Linked DNA regions of Sus scrofa: region 1 is linked to region 2. A link is a contact called in public HiChIP or PLAC-seq data. All regions are on one chromosome and are shown on one strand. Each heading gives the region's core, a stretch centred on a gene start, on an enhancer-like site or on the middle of the called end of the contact. The rest is flanking DNA. Distances are from core to core; before and after follow the strand shown.

Region 1 (3,425 bases), core at 569-3,068, 1.6 Mb after region 2:
CATTCAATAAATACAATTAACTCTGTAACTTACTGTACAAAATTCTGTGCTCTTCCTATGTACTGCACAGGGTGAGAAAAAAAAAAAAAAAAAAGATGAAGCCAACTCCCAATTACCACCGCCAAAGCCAAGCTGGTGAAACAAGTCAGTCACCATACTTCAGGGTGTGTGGCATGTAAGGGCATGGAAGGGAAAACAATAGGAGAGCCCTTAGCAAAAAGACACCCATATTTTAAGAAAAAGAAAATGAAAGTGATTTAACATCATCAAGGAAGCTGAACGTGCACCAAGCCTAGGAAAAGATCTAGGAGCTACTCAAATTTTCTAGTTGGTGGCAGCTGATCACTACACCAGCTGTCACATTTTGAAGTTCTTTAGGTTTCCACTTTTCCCCACAAAACGCCCTCTACTACTCTAAAGCTGAAAAGTGACAGAGGAAGTAGAACATAAGATGAAGGGAAATGGCCGATGGGACAAGAGAACACAAGCGCTGCTGCAACCACATCTCTAGATGACCAAGTGGTCCAGTTATCCAAATACGGCTCTAAAAATCTGTATCAGATACCTTTCACATCCACATAAACCTCCATCTGCATCCCCTTCGTATAAATCTCTTAAATTGAAACGCCATGCCTTATTCTACAACCCCCATGATTATCTAAAACTCATCCTATATAGATATATAATATATATGGCATTATCCTTAACCGATACCACTACTCCCCTTAAAGAAAGGCAAATTTGTTTTTTCAAAGGGGAAGCAGAAAGGTGAGGATGGAATGTCATAAGGGCTTGGGGGGGGGGGAGGGGGAAGAAAGACGTGCAAATACCATTGCGGCAGAGACATTGGAAACGCCACTTCCCTCATCACTCTTGCAAATTCCCCTCGTGCATTACCCTCTACTCATCCCTCCTCCAACAATACATACACGTGTCATAAACACCCCGCACCACCAGCTTTTCTAGCATCACACACTTCCTTCCCAACCCTCTCTTGCCCCCCACAAAGACAGTCACACACACTTAGAGCAGAAACTGCTGCCACCGCACCCTATCTCAGCAAGAGCTCCTACCACCTAGCATCAAGCGCTTGCTGAAAGACAGCTCAATAAATACGTACGTAGACACACAAACGCACGAGCGCGCGCACACACACACTCACACACACACACACACCGGCGCACATGCGGTTTGTGGCGCAAGGAAGGGCGTGTGGAGACGCACCTGGAGGCTGGGTGTCCAGCGCTGCTGCCCCCCTGGTCCCTGTCACTGAGCGCAGCTGTGTAAATCCTCCGGTAGCGGTCGGCCAGGGCCCGGCCTGACAGCAGCAGCTGGTAGTGACCCCGGGAGTCCGCGGCCGGCAGCCCCAGCCCCAGCCCCGCGGCCGCCAAGGAGCCCTCGGGAACCGGCATGAACAGCGCCCCCGGCGCCGGGGAGGAAGAGATGGTGGCGGCAGGGAAGAATCCGTCCCCGCCGGGCCCCGAGGAGGCGGCGGCAGGAGAGGCAGTCGCTGCGCACATCATCATCCTCGCCGCCGCCTTGTCCCCGCGGGCCGGGCAAGCAGACACGCGCGCGCACACACAGCCCTTTTCCAACGACGACCAGTCCGGCGGGGGCCTCTCGCTCCCGCAGCAGGGAGACTACAAAGACAGCGACCTCCTCCTCCTCCTCCTCCTCCCTCCCGCGCCGCCCTCGCCGCTACTGGGGCCGCTCATCTAACCCCGCCACCTCAGGAGTGTGAAGGAGGAGGCGGTGCCGCCGCTGCCGCCGCCACCACCGCTGCCACCGCCGGAGCTACCCGCAATGGGAAGCAGCCGGCCGCACTGGGCATGCGCCACTCTTCGCACATGCTCAGTCACTCCGGCCCCTTGCCCTCCCCACCCCCTCTGCGCCGCCACTCCCTCCGCCTCGGGGGTTTGGGTGTGGGGCCTTAGAGTCACAGAATCCAAAAGAAGTCCACTTCTCCAGGTTTTACTAGCAGTTTGAGGAAGAGTGTGGAAAGTGCTGCGGAGGTTGTCAGCTCTGGCTAGTCAGCTTCAGGTTTGGGTTCCCTCCAGGTGCGAGAACTGGGACCTGAAATAAAGAGGCCCTGTGCCCACCGCCAGAGGATGACTGTCAAGGCATTCCTGCTACCTTTCTGCAAAGTCTGTGCTGCCAACGGGGAGACGTACTGCACTTGGTGCTGGTTGAGCTCAGAATTCAAGACAGAGGCCAGTCGAATTGGAAGTCCCCTTGGCGATCTTACTTGGTTTTTTTTTTTTTTTTTTTTTTGTCATTAGGATTTTTCTGTTTAAAATAGCTTTTACTTACAAAGGACAAGTAGTAATTTAGTGCTTTTTTTTTTTTCTGTAAAAGTAGAATTCCCAGATATGAGAGTATTCACAAGTCAGTCATTCCCAAATTCTTCTCAACATTCATATCAGAGCCAAACTTTAACACAGTAATACTTTTCTAAAATAGTCATTTTTGATTCCACACTCACCATAAGAGGGCATTTTTATCTCTTGACAGTGGTCACTTCATGGTTTATCTTTTTTGCTCAGACTTATAAAGATAATTCTTGAATATTATCTGAAACTATAATTGTGACTGTGACTGTGTAACATCTGAAAATGTCATAATCTACCAAAGATCTTATCATTGTTACCTATAAAAATGTAATATTTGCTGAGTTCCCTGTTCCAAGCTATTCTGACTTCTTCTAAGCAAATGCTCTAGAAATACATATGCCAAAGATCCTGATTCCTATTTTTATCCTTTTGGCTCTCAATTTGAAGAGTTTGCCTATCTTATACTCCCAACAAAATCATTTGTCTAAGTCCTATCATCCCAGTGCTGTACCCTTTAAATACTTAGTGGATCTTAAGCATCTTTGAATGTCCTTCTCTAGGGGGAAAAAAAAGTGAAGCCTTGTTCACTGTTTAGAGAAATACAAACAAAAAGTGGGGAAGTAAATTCTAGTTTTTGCAAGGAGAGAGTGCCAAAGGAGTGCATTGTATCTGAGGCTTTGAATAATAAATGGATGTCATTTTGATTTTAAAAAGATAAGTAGAAGTGGAATAATGAAGACGGGAACAAAGAACAGGCATGAAAAATCACAGTATTCTCGTCATGTGAGTAGCACGGTTACACAGGTTTTGTACTGCCTCATTTCCTCAACTATCTTATAGGCTCCTTCAGAGCTTCTCATTTATCTTTGTGTCTTCCTTAGCCCCTGGTCTAGAACCTTGCATATGGTAGGTATCCAGTAAGTATTTGTTGGGGGAAATTCCTGTCCTGATGCTTAGGCACTGTTAACAAACCTGTATTGAACAGAAACCTCTCTGCCCCCAGACCCCCTCCCCCGCCAGTCAGTCCTGGGGTGAGCCAAGACATAGAGGCTAGAGGAGTTAAAGGCCCATGCAAGAGCCAGAGAGGTGGCTGTA
Region 2 (3,776 bases), core at 704-3,203:
CTCCTCTAACACCTTCAAAAGAAACACACCTCTTCCAATACCCTGATATTAGTCCCACAAGACTAATTTTGAACTCCTAACCTCCATCACTATACAAATAAATTGCGTTATTTTTTATATATTTTTTGTTGTTTAGGGCCGCACCCACGGCATATGGAGGTTCCCAGGCTAGGGGTTGAATCAGAGCTACAGCTGCCAGCCTACACCACAACCACAGCAATTCAGTATCCGAGCCACATCTGTGACCTATACCACAGCTCACGGCAACACCAGATCCTTAACCCACTGAGCGAGGCCAGGGATTGAACCCACAACCTCATGGTTCCTAGTCAGATTCGTTTCTGCTGTGCCATGACAGGAACTCCTAAATTGTGTTGTTTTAAACACACCTCCTCCTATGCACCCCCTCAGGGGCGCACCTGAGGCATGCAGAATTTCCCAGCAGGAATCAAATCAAGACACAGCAGTGATGACAGCAGATCCTTAACCTGCTAAGCCACCAGGGAACTCCCAAGATTCATTTTTTAAAACCCTACAATCAGATCCTTAACCTGCTCCCAAGGGAGCACCTGCAGCCACCAGGGAACTCACAAGATTCATTTTTTTAAAACCCTACAATCAGATCCTTAACCTGCTGAGCCATAAGGGAACTCCCAAGATTTCATTTTTTAAAACCCTATAATCTAGTATAATGCAGTTCCAGGATATCTTATTCAAATAAACATATGACTTAATGCAAGTAAACAGATGACTTGAGAGATTGAATCAGAGCTATTGAGCAATAACTCTGAGCAAAGCCAGACAGAGGGTTGATTACTATCTTGAGTTCCTCCTATCTCCCAGAAATCCTCAAAAACAATATCAAGATCAACTAAAGACAGATGTCAGTTAATGAACATCTCTCAGCCCCTGTGTTCTCATTATTTATCTCAGCCCTTTCTTATATTGTTGTGTCCTGGGTAACTCCTGTCTTTAAAATACTGTTTTAGTACTCTTCTTCTGGGAAGTGTTACAAGTTACTTGGCTAAAAGCAACTTATTAGCTGAAAAAGGACAAGAACACTTGGAACAAAGAAATAGTCCGAAGATATACTTAAAAATTCAAATTCTTATTCCAAGCATACAGACACTGAAAAGTAAAAGAGATAAACTCTCCACCTTCAACAAACTCCTTTTTAAAAACTAAAAAAGGAGTTCCCATTGCGGCTCAGCGGTAAAGAATGTGACTAGTATCCATGAGGATTGGGGTTTGATCCCTGGTCTCGCTCAGTGGGTTAAGTATTAGGCTCGGCCCCAAGCTGTGGTGTGGGTCACAGCCGCTGCTGGGATTGGACCCCATATGTCGCACGTGGGGCCCTAAAAGGTAATAAAGTAAAATAAAAAACTAAAAAAAAATAGAACTAAGCAAAAGTTTGCAGTGCTATCTTTGTACATTTTACTAACTTCTCTATATATATTACGTTCTAAAATACTCTAAATCTAGTGTTGAATCAACAGTGCTTAATCAAGGAAGAACAATATTTGGTCTGTATTCTTTAGGCTGGAGTGAGAGAGGGAGATCATTTACAATGGCAGTGGCTATTTACAAGAGCAAGGCTGGATGGCAGGATGAAAGTCACGCGCTCGCAGACACAGGCCTTAGACAGGGGGAGAACTACGACGGCTCACGGTGGCATCGTCCCGCACCTGCCAGATGCGGCCGGAGAGCCAGGCGCAGCCGCCCTCCGCTTGCCCAGCCCAGGCCGACTAAGTCGGGGTGGCCGACTGGTCGGGGTGGCCACTCACTCACCTGGTTGGTGACCTGAAATAGAAGCAGAAAACACAATTTATAGAACTACTTTTCTTGCTCCGGAGCCCCGCTGCCCTGGCTCCTTCGAGGCCAGGTCTTACCTTGGCCTTAGCGTCCAGCTGCGGCTCACTAGACCCCTCCATGACAGGGTTGAGGGCTTCTTCCACCCTGCGGTGGGCACTCCGGGTTCACCGACACTTCCGCTTCCTCTTCCCGCCCCTTGAGGGCCGGCGCACGCAGCAGACGTAGGGGAAGACAAAAACAGAGATCCGTGTGTAATTCATCCTTAGTCTCAATTAGACATCGATATTCTAGAGCTGGTCAGTAAAAAAGAAAACTCTGTATGGAAAAAAGGTCCAAAATTTGGCGGATGCCTTGCAAAGAGAAGGACTGATTATCTTTAGGATTCCGCCACCCCCACTAATCTCATCAATTTGGACTCTTCCTCACCCCCGCCCACAGCGCCCTTTGCGCAAGCGCCAATTTCTGGCTGCGCAGACTCGTGCTTAGTAGGTACTGCTCGCCAAATTTGAAAGCTGCGGGACCACCACTTAGTCTTCCCTCTGGAAGTTTGTCCTGCAAGGGAGATGCCTGTGGACCTATAGTTTCATGATTAGGTTGCATCACTCGGATTCACTTCACTGGTAGGGTGGGTGTGCTTCTTCGCGGCCGCGCCAGCCCTCAACCTGACTGCAGCAGAACCCATCCGGTCTTCCTACTTTCCTCCTATTCATCTCAAAATCATTCTATAGAGTATCCAAAGCGATTTTCCCTCAGCTTTTTCTTTTGAAAAACTTAATTTTTTTCAGAAAAGTTGCAAAAAAGAGTATGTGAACACCCGTATACCCTGCATCTAGATGCACCGACATTTTTACACATCTACTTTAACTCTAGCTGCATACACAATAATGATGACACATCATCCCTAAGTACTTGAGCACGTATCTTCTGAGAACAAGGGCATTCTGCTGCATAATCTCAATACAACCATCACACTCAGAAAAGTTAATATTGATAAAATGCTATTATTTAACACATGGGCCAAATTCAAATTTCCTTGTAACAATATTCTTTTTTGAGGGCCGCACCCGCAGCATATGGAGATTCCCAGGCTAGGGGTCAAATTGGAGCTACAGCTGCCAGCCTGCACCACAGCCACAGGAACACAGGATCCGAGCCACGTCTGCAACCTACACCACAGCTCATGGCAATGCCGGGTCCTTAACCCACTGAGCGAGGCCAGAGACCGAACCCACAACCTCATGGTTCCTAGTCAGATTCATTTCCGCTGTGCCACGACGGGAACTCCTTAATAATATTCTTTAAAAATGTTCCCTGCCCTAGTCACGACCAGATTCAAATCAAAAACCACTTGTTAAATTTAGTTACAGTGCCTCAATCTTCAATCTAGAACTACGCTGGTAAAATGTCAGGGCCCCATTGTTTCCCCATCGGGAGGAGAATCTGCTTTCAAGTTGCTAGCTGACTCAATTCTATACAGTTCACATTTCCTTGCTGGCTTTTGGATGGAGGTTCTCAGTTTCTGGACATAATCTGCATTCCTTGACTTGCGGCCCCCATCCAACATCCTCAAAGCCATTAATGCCAGGTCATGTCCTCCACACTTTGAATCACTCTGCCTCTCCTTCTGCATAAGCTCTCCTCTGTTTTCTTTCACCACTCAAGTTTGAGAAGATTCCCTGTTTAGATGGGGCATACCCAGGTAATCCAGGAAGAAACCTAAATTACATACGCAGAGCAGTATCTAAATTACTGTTTGATCGAATAAGGGGGATAATAATTTTGAGGGGATAGGCATCTTTTTTTCTCCTTAGGGCCGCACCCACAGCATATGAAAGTTCCCAGGCTAGGGGTCAAATCGGAGCTGCAGCTAGCTGCCTGCCTACACCGTAGCCACAGCAATGCCAGAACTGAGCTTGCAGCTTCGATCTACACCACAGCTCACGGCAACGCCAGATCCCTGACCC

Evidence for each region. HiChIP or PLAC-seq counts read pairs in DNA pulled down with a chosen protein or histone mark.
Region 1: a contact with region 2 is called in an H3K27ac HiChIP or PLAC-seq map of alveolar macrophages. The contact joins the promoter of MYCBP2 here to the promoter of COMMD6 in region 2. A contact is called at or near these places in 1 of 5 promoter capture datasets (liver) and 1 of 2 datasets of contacts at active chromatin or transcription factors (alveolar macrophages).

The regions. Positions count from the first base shown.
Region 1 is chr11:49,431,047-49,434,471 of Sscrofa11.1, forward strand. MYCBP2 (E3 ubiquitin-protein ligase MYCBP2) reads right to left here and starts at 1,819. Exons shown (of 85, transcript XM_021065752.1): 1 at 1,225-1,819. The coding sequence starts at 1,526.
Region 2 is chr11:47,816,590-47,820,365 of Sscrofa11.1, forward strand. It overlaps COMMD6 (COMM domain containing 6), which reads right to left and starts at 1,954. Exons shown (of 4, transcript NM_001267850.1): 1 at 1,890-1,954; 2 at 1,789-1,800. The coding sequence starts at 1,931.